Regions from separate parts of the Mus musculus genome. Here all the other regions are linked to region 2. A link is a contact called in public HiCAR-type and promoter capture Hi-C data. All regions are on one chromosome and are shown on one strand. The core of a region is the stretch at or near the end of the contact, and the rest is flanking DNA. Distances in the headings are between cores, read along the strand shown. Region 1 holds the start of Satb2 (special AT-rich sequence binding protein 2). Region 2 holds the start of Pgap1 (post-GPI attachment to proteins 1). Region 3 holds the start of Nab1 (Ngfi-A binding protein 1).

What was found. Promoter capture Hi-C pulls out the DNA fragments that hold promoters and counts their contacts. HiCAR-type assays count read pairs that join an accessible place to other places.
Region 1: a contact with region 2 is called in a promoter capture Hi-C map of liver, with 2.5 times the contacts expected there. The contact joins the promoter of Satb2 here to the promoter of Pgap1 in region 2. A contact is called at or near these places in 2 of 39 promoter capture datasets (hippocampal neurons and liver) and 1 of 115 datasets of contacts at active chromatin or transcription factors (astrocytes).
Region 3: a contact with region 2 is called in a HiCAR-type map of astrocytes, with 4 times the contacts expected there. The contact joins the promoter of Nab1 here to the promoter of Pgap1 in region 2.

What each region holds. Positions count from the first base shown.
Region 1 is chr1:56,969,928-56,972,702 of GRCm38.p6, reverse strand. It overlaps Satb2 (special AT-rich sequence binding protein 2), which reads left to right and starts at 1,369. Exons shown (of 11, transcript NM_139146.2): 1 at 1,369-1,591. It overlaps 9130024F11Rik (RIKEN cDNA 9130024F11 gene), which reads right to left and starts at 1,234. Exons shown (of 2, transcript NR_024326.1): 1 at 932-1,234.
Region 2 is chr1:54,555,980-54,558,952 of GRCm38.p6, reverse strand. Pgap1 (post-GPI attachment to proteins 1) reads left to right here and starts at 1,269. Exons shown (of 27, transcript NM_001163314.2): 1 at 1,269-1,519. The coding sequence starts at 1,373.
Region 3 is chr1:52,499,178-52,501,927 of GRCm38.p6, reverse strand. Nab1 (Ngfi-A binding protein 1) reads left to right here and starts at 1,480. Exons shown (of 8, transcript NM_008667.3): 1 at 1,480-1,718.

The DNA of each region.
Region 1 (2,775 bases), core at 120-2,619, 2.4 Mb before region 2:
GTTCGGGACACCCGGGCTATTGTTCCGGACCCGCGGCCGCACGGGATTTGAGGGAGAAGTGGCCTTCCCCAAACGCGGCCGGGAGCGCTTCGGGCCGGGCCGGTCGGCTCCGAGCAGATGGGGAGCTCGCTCGCACCGAGAAAAGTTGCTCCGAGGGGCGGAGGCGGTGGGTGGTGGGCGGAGGCGGTGGGTGGGGGAGGCGATCGCCCTCCTATCTCCAAAGTCGAAAGTACTCGGCGGCGCAATTAACAGAGCCCGGAGACGAGGCAGCCTCTGCCGCCTCCCGAGCGCCAGCCTGCGCCTCTGCGGCGAGCCGCGACACGGAGCGCCCGCCTAGTCGCCGCAGCCTGCGCGCCGGGACGAGTGCGCCTAGGGGCTGGGCGAGGCGGCTGCGCCCTGGACTTGCTACAAGGAGGAGGACCAGACCCTGGGCCCTGGCGTTCGTCAGCGCTTAGACGCACCCATTCGTCGGCCGTGGCCACCGCCTCGCGCCACACTCAGTCCTCAGCCATCCGTCCTTCGTCGCCCGGTGCATGAGGTCCTTGCCACCCCGCTCCCACCTCCGACTCCCCCCTTCCTCCTTTTTCCCTGACTCCCACCCCCTCGCCTATCCCTGTGCCTCCTCCGCAGCCCGGCTCCTTGGGTCGCCGTGCTCACAGCGATTGATTGATTGATGTTTAATTTCCTGCCAGGCGGGGCCCCCCTCCCCCCGCAACCTCCCCAGCCCTCCTCCCCGCCCCCCACTCCCCTCCTTCATTGCGGTGGACCAGTCTGGCTTGGGTTTAGATCCGTCCCCCCCATTCCCATCCCGAAATAACCCAGAGACATCCCCTACCCCCACCCCAAATTATTATTTTGAAGGCGCTAGATCTGGGGACCGAAAGGGGGAGGGGGAGAAATCGGAAACCGAGGACAACCCAAAAGGACTCACTTTGCCTGATGACTCAACGCAACTAATAATCATCTCCCTCTCAGTGTCTTTCTCTCTGCGGCTTGTCAGTGAGTCCGGCTCTGGCTTCTGGCAGAGGCAGCCGCGAGGGGAGAGGTTGGAGGTGACAGCTTGTGCGGCCGCCGCGTTTTCTCTTGCGCGCGGTCCGGGGTCTCCGCACCTTCCCCGCTCTTGGTGGCAACGTCCCCGCGACTCTGGCCGCGCCTCCTCTGGAGCTAGCGGCTGTAGGAGCCAGCAGCCGCCGCAGCCTCCCAGTCCTCAGCCCTTTCTCTCCAGAACCGGTCTTCTACCCGAAGGTGTGAAAGGCTCTTTCAGCCCCCTCTCCCCCCCCCCTCCTCCGCCGTCCCCTCCCCCGCTCGCTCTGGTGCCCCTTTGGAGGAGTCCTCCTTTCCCTCTCCTCCTCCTCCCTCACTGCCCCCCGCCCCCATCATCATAACAACCATCTCCGAACCAGAAGAAGACACCCTGACCCAGGACCTTAAACGCTAGGACCGGGGAAGAGGAAAAGGAAAGGGGAAGGAGGAAAGAGAAAGGAAGACTAGGACAACACTACAATTCACCAAAAACTTTCCACCCTGGATTCTCTACTTTTGCTCCATGGACAGAGCCCCAGCCAGCCAAGTTTCAGACAGACCGTGAGCAGTAAGTACGCTGGGCGAGGGCTCCCACGCGGCGCCTGTAGTTCGGGAAGCCCTGGGCGCGCTAAGTTCCCCGGCTGTTCTGGGGCTCTGGCTCTCACGCGCGCTTAGGCGAAGCCGGGAAGTGCGGTGGAGCCTTCACTGGCAACCCCTCCGAGCACTCCCTACATCTTTCGCATTCTTCTTAACTCCTCTCTGTCCCCCACCACCACCTCGTCTGGACTCGTGGCGACTAGGCTTCTCCCGCGTCCAAAGCGCTCTTAGAGGATTCTCAGAGCCCCTGGTGTATTAGGGGTTCCTTTCATGGGTTTCAGTGACAATGTGGGCGCCGTTTCATCAGGTGTTTTCCCTTCTTCCGGGTCACTCCTCCAAAATTGAAGAGTATGGAGCACTGCTCGCCTAGGGACCTCGAGAAAAACTTTCCAGATTTAGAAATTAGGATTAATGAAGCCTGCTCCTGTACCTAAGAATCAAGATTTCTTTCTCTTATGTTGTACGCTTAATGGCTTAAAAAACAACAACCACATCCAGGATACGATGAAGATAAGAATGCTCCCAAATAATAATTGTGATCCTGGGATGGAGGGTAGCCTTTCCAAATCTCAGAGTGTTTTGGGATGCTCGCTCACGTGAAATTATAGTTAATTTTTTTGTGTGCAAAGGTGTGTGTTTGTGTACACAAGTGTACTTGGTCCATAAAGGTAAAAGGTGGGGATTCCATGGATCCATTGATCCAGCTTGGCCATCCACAGCGCATTTATCAAGCAATTAATTTGCTTAAGGACCCGTGTAAGTCCTTGCTCCCTCCCTGGCCTGGTGGGACCTCTCGCCCATAAGTACGCTCCTTTCAAAACCCTGACACCCCAAGTGGGGCTTATGGTGGTGGTGGCTCTTTATCAAAGAGAGGATAATGCCAGCGCTGCCCGCAATGAATGGGGTACTGCTTAAAGGCTTCGAGGTCCGACTCTGTCCACACAACTGAGGGCTAACTCTTGGGACCTGAGACAGAGCAGGTCTTAGTACCTCAAGTTCTGGGCAGCTTTGGGACCTCCAGTGTTTGTTTGGTTGGGACTTGCTTTCCCGGGACCCTTCGGTACCCTTCTGCAGCGTGGGAGGAAGTTTGTGTGGCTGCGGTGCAGTGCTCTGCCACTGGCCTGATCGTCTATCACGTGTGTGAGCGGTTTTCCC
Region 2 (2,973 bases), core at 20-2,519:
CTAGGGTTAAAAAAATTGTTACCCTTTTACCTTTGGATTGTAGCTTCTTGATGTGAATAGCAGGGTTTTGTATAAGATAAACAATTAGCTTCCTTTTCGGTCTTGAAATTCTTTGATTTCATGCATCCTATCCAGCTTTCCTCAAAATATTTGCTAGAAAATTAATCTAATAAAATAAAATTGAGTCAGTGCCAAAGATCATTCTAAGTAAAATTCTGAAGTTAGCAGCACGCACGCACGTGCACACACACACGCACACACACACACACACACACACACACACACAAAACTCATCTGCTGTCTGGTTAGCTTTAAGGGCTGACACCTCATAACATTTCAGCGTTTCGAAGCTGTTACAAGTATTATCAATGGGTTTAATTTGCTTTTTTAAAACCCCTTCCTTTGTGTAAAGACAAATGGAAATTCTTCAAAATGAACTAAGTTATGAGAAAGAGTGGAAGCTTGAGCAAAATTCTCTTCTAACGTCATTGTGGAACCAGTCCCCAGAGACATGGGGGACTTGGAGAGCACCTCAAGTCAGTGCCGACCTGGTCCTGCAGGTACCAACTGGGAACATCATGTTGGTAGGTATTTTTATATTGTTTTTTTTTTTTTTAGACTTCGTCTGATTAAGGCTTCCACCAAGAACAGGATTTCCTTTGACTGTCGTGTGTTTTGTTTCAATGAGCAGGTGTTGTTACTACCTACAGGGCCCAAGTCGGTGGTCTAAGAGGAAGGGGGAAAGCCATTTGTCTCTTCTGGAATCAAGCTAGTTGGTCCTTGAAGCGAAATTGCGGAGGCCCGAGATGGTTCAAAATTGAACAGGATGGGGTTTGAAACTGTTGCAGGGGAAGGTGTGCGTGACAGCCACCTGACACGCCTTTGATGTGCCGCCTCTCTTGGCCAGTTAGCTCTGAATCTCTAACAGTCTCTGGACTCTAGGGCGTTATCCTTGCCCCTGGCCAATTCCTGCGGTACCCACCCGGCCATTCCCTCTCCTGCCTCTGGGATCCCGCGCTCCCATCCCCCTCTCCCTTTCTTCCTCCACTCCCCGTCCCCCCGCCCCTCTCGCCCCCTCCCTTTTCTCTCCATGCCCTCCAGCCCAGCCCACTCCGCTTTCTCATTCCATTTTTTAGGCACACAATCTCGCTCACGCTGCAAACGCCCACAGCCCCCTCCTCCGTGGGCGGCACCGCGGGCCGGCTGCTCGCAGTTGCGCAGGCGCGCTGAGCGGCAGGCGAAGGGGAGGGGGTGCTGGCGGGCTCCGCGCAGGCGCGCGCTGCTCAGCTGGGCACGGCTTGGCACCGGAGTCTTTCCCTCGCTCTGTCTAGGCTGCCGAGCTTCTCCTGGTGTAGAGGCGCTCGTCTGCACCATGTTTCTCCACTCAGTCAACCTCTGGAATCTGGCGTTCTATGTCTTCATGGTGTTTCTGGCGACCCTGGGGCTGTGGGATGTCTTCTTCGGCTTCGAGGAAAACAAGTGCAGCATGAGCTACATGTTCGAGTACCCCGAGTACCAGGTACGGCCCTCCCTTACCTGCGCGCCCACACCTCCCGGGCTTCTCTCGGGCTCAGATGGAACGCTCCGACTCGGAGCTCTCCTGGCACTCGAAGTCTCCTGCTTCGTGCTGGGCAGGGCATCCTCGCCTCCGCGACCCCTCGTCCCCCACCCAGACTCCGGACCCCGACTTCTGACCGCCAGAGAGCCAGCTCTGGTCCCTCTCCCCAATCCTTATACTTCCCGGACCCTCCTTTGCTTGCAAGGAGATGATTTCTCTTCGCGCCCAGTGATGGGCGTGCGTCAGATTTCGCTTTTCTGGAAAGAAGCAGCGTCTTGCAGAGTTGCCAAAGCTGATTTAAAAAAGAGGCTCTGAGGTTTTACCTCTGGGTGAAGTGACAGACTGGCCTGATTAATAATTAAACTGAAAACTATCTAGTTTTCCTCCGGTGGAGAATTTTGCCGATCCACCTGTTCTGTAGGTTTTGAGTCCGTGGGTGTGTGAGTGTGCGTACCTGTGTTTTCGCATGCCTCTGAACAGTCAGTGACCTGCATAATCGATTACGATATCTGTTATAATCGGTTGCATGTACATTCTGGTGTTATTTTGTCTTCTCACTGGGTTTAACAGGATCTGCCTCCTCTTTCATCGCCCCCCCCCACCTCCTCTGTTCTAATTTGAATGCTTTCATTAATTGCTTCATTTGTTCCGCGTAGTAGAATCTAAAATTTCATTCATGACCAGCAGTAGAAAGAGATGATAACAAATTACACAGCTGTCAGGAGAAATTCCCTTTGGTGATATTTTTCTTGAGATTTCTAAATGAATCTAAATTTTGGAATATCTATTATAATAACTCCTATAAAATATGCATAATACATTTTGATAAGGTGCATTCTTAGTATACTTTTAGGATCATAGCAGATTTTTTTTTCTGTCGATAAAGAATGAAAATCAGGATTGAGTCTGTGTACAGGTCCTTATAGAGGGAGCCTGTTTGATGCTCTCTTATTTACATTTAAAAACTGAAGTTTAAGTTGCTGAGGAGCAAGCATCCTTTCCCATGGATATTTTCTAGTAGATGAGTTCCTACCTTGATTTTGCATCAGTGGTTATGAGGGAAAGTGAACACTGCATTTCAGATGCTTTTGGAGATTTTTAACAAGTTAGTGTTAATTCCAAAGCTAATGAACTGATATGATGTTGGCTTATGTTCATTAGAATCTTAATAGTTAAAAATAAGAACTTTAGGGTTTTTTTAAAAACTGAAAATAGAGTTTATTTTAGTTCTCTTTCATTGCCTATGATTTAATAATTTGAAAACTCGGTAATATTGAAGCAGGTCGCTTTAGTGTAGTACTGTATTCAGTGGTTACAATAAAATCATTTTGGAACAATAGTTTCCATTTATTTTTAGATTTCCCACAATTATTTGGTCTGTTTTAATATTTGCAGTAGTAGAAATTGCCTCCATG
Region 3 (2,750 bases), core at 231-2,730, 2.1 Mb after region 2:
CTCACCAAGTTGACTAATCACTAACTGCGTGGCATAAAGCTACACGCACCCCTCCCCCTAGGCTTTTCAGAAGCAACAATGTTTGCAAACCATCAGAGTTCCCAGTGAAGAATTAGAAGAATTTTGCGGATTTCATTGCTCGACTACCCATTAACCTCTACCTTTCCACACCGGCCAAGAAATTGTCTCAGTAGCCCTGACTGTACTACAACCACCCAAATTAAATTCCTCTTCGCTGAGCAGGAGCATAAACACTGACAATTGGAGTGGCAGGGAGACACTTGTAGCTGTTATTTCTTCTGAAGAATTTGAGGAACTAAGAATAATTATTTAAAATACCAACTATTCTAGACAGGCTTGTCACTAACAGGGAAGATATTTCAGCTTAAATGTATACTTAACCATGTAACTATATGTTTATATATTTATGCATTTAAGTACATATCTATTCCATTGACATCACTCATTTGTAGAACATGTTTTTACAAAAAGAAAAAATGGTTTATTTAATAAGGTCTTTTTCTTTCAATATTATCATCCCACCCATTGTTGCAACATAAAGATGTGGTTTAAAGAATTTCTCTTCTCAAAGAATGCCTTGTATCCCCTTCAACCAAGTAGGCACACTCTGGGAGGCCAGCCAGGAAGTGGGAACGGCCTCCTATATAAAACTGGATTTTTATATGTACATTAAAACAGGATTCTACCTGTATTGCAGTAAGAGCACACCATTAAAACTTGAATTCTTTTCTTTGAAACCCCCTCCCCAAGGAAGGCAAAAATAGATTTAATTTTTTTCCCCTTAAAATTTTGGCAATAGCTTTAGCTTTTGAGGTGCTGTAACACTTTCTTTGGCTAGAAAAGTTTATGCAAACCAAGCTCAAAATGTCTACACCTTGCCTTAAGAACTCTATTTTGACACGCTCAAGACAGCACCAGGAGTGTGTCATTTGCCTACAGGAAGACAACAGAGAATGGCCTGTAAAGTAACACAAGGTTTCCAGACATGAAAAGGGTGTCATTAAGCCACCAGGCCAGAGTTTCCCTTTCCTCCCTCCTCAAACCAGGCCTGGGCGAGGGTGGGGACAGGGTGGAGTGGGCGAGGAGGGACAGGTCCGCACCGCACCTGCGGTTCTGTACCCCCCCCACCCCCTCCCTCCTGGGCGGGCCCGGTGCGGGGCTTGGCAGGCAGCGCTGTCCGCGGATCCACGGAAGCCTCCTCCTCCTCCGACCCGCGCGCGCGCCCCCACCCGCGCGCTCCCAGCTGCCGTGGGAATGGGCCACCCCCGGGACCGCGCCGAGCCTCAGCCCCGCCGGCCCCCACCCCCGCCCCGCGGCCGCCCACGCCGGGATCTGCGTCACTCGGCCGCGCGTGGGCGGGAGCCGGAGCGGCGAATGGAGCAAGAGCGGAATCTCCCGATGTGACAGCGCGCGGGGCGGGGCGGGGGCGGCGGAGGTGGCGGGGGAGGGAGAGGGAGAGGCCGAGGGAGGGGCGGCGGGAGAGGCCTAGGGAGGGCGCCCGGGGCCGCCGCCGCCCGCCTCCGCCCGAGCCTCCGCCCGCGCGACCGAGCGAGCGCCGTCGGGGCGGGCGGGGGACGGAGCGCGCGCCCACCGCGTCCCTGCCCCCCTCGATGGGCGCGGGGGCGTCCCGGCCGCCGCAGCCGCCGCAGGAGCCCGGCAGAGCCGTCGTCGCGGAGCGCGCCGCAGCTGCGGGCCGCGTAGGTACCGGGAGGGCCTCGAGATGGAGCGGGGGGCGCGGACGCGTGGCTCGGCGGGGCCGTCGCGTCCTGCCGGGCGGGGGGCGCGGGCTGTGCGGGGAGGACGCGCTCGCGGGCCCGCGTGGGGTGCCAGCTCCGGGGCGACCAGGGACTTCCGAAAAGTGCCGCTGAGTCTCCGCTTTCTTCCTGTTATCCGCCCCTTCCTACTGTAGTTGTGTTTTCAGAGCGGAAGGAGAGTTTTGCTTGGAAGTGGCTTTCAGAAACTTGGCACCCAGGTGCAGGGAAGCGGGAGTCGCCGAGCCTTTGAGGCTGAGTGGGGAATGTGCAGACACGTGTAGGACAGAGAAGCTTTGGACGCAGGTGTGTGACCTTACGGGGACAGACACCGAAGTACGGTCAACCCGGGAGATCTGCAAGGAATCTCCTGGGTAGAGCTGGAATTTGCGTCTGTAGGTTGAGCTGACCAAGTTTTGCAGCGGGCGACCAGCGGGAACCGTGCCCTGGCTCAGGGAGGCTTGGGAAATTTTGGATTGCCTGCTAATTTACAATTTGATCCGAAAGAGCTGGTTTGGAGTAAGTTGTCACTACCGATTGGTTTGCCAGTGACGTGCCTGCCAACTTTACGGAGTGCAAAGATCAGAATCTCTAAGGAGATTCTAAGATCTCGTATAAAAATATTTTGGCAGTTTTAATAGTTAATATTAGATTGCATAGGAGCAGAGGAACCGAATTTAAAATAAGATTAGTCACATCCGAAATGGTTCGCTGTTTTGTACACGCAGCGAATTACCCTTTTTAAATATTCACTTTTTGAAAAATCTTTCTTTGTACAATATATGTTATGACATTTATAATTCATCTGCCGGTTTTAAGAAGAGATACTGGAGAGAGGATGTATAGGGTCCATTGTATCGGATAGCCGACCAGGGTGGAGGCTATCTTCCTGAGATTCAAAGAGCTGCTTCACACCCAGCTTCTGTGCCAGCACAAGTGACTTGGATTGAAGGTTTCTTCCTCCAGCTTGCATCTTTT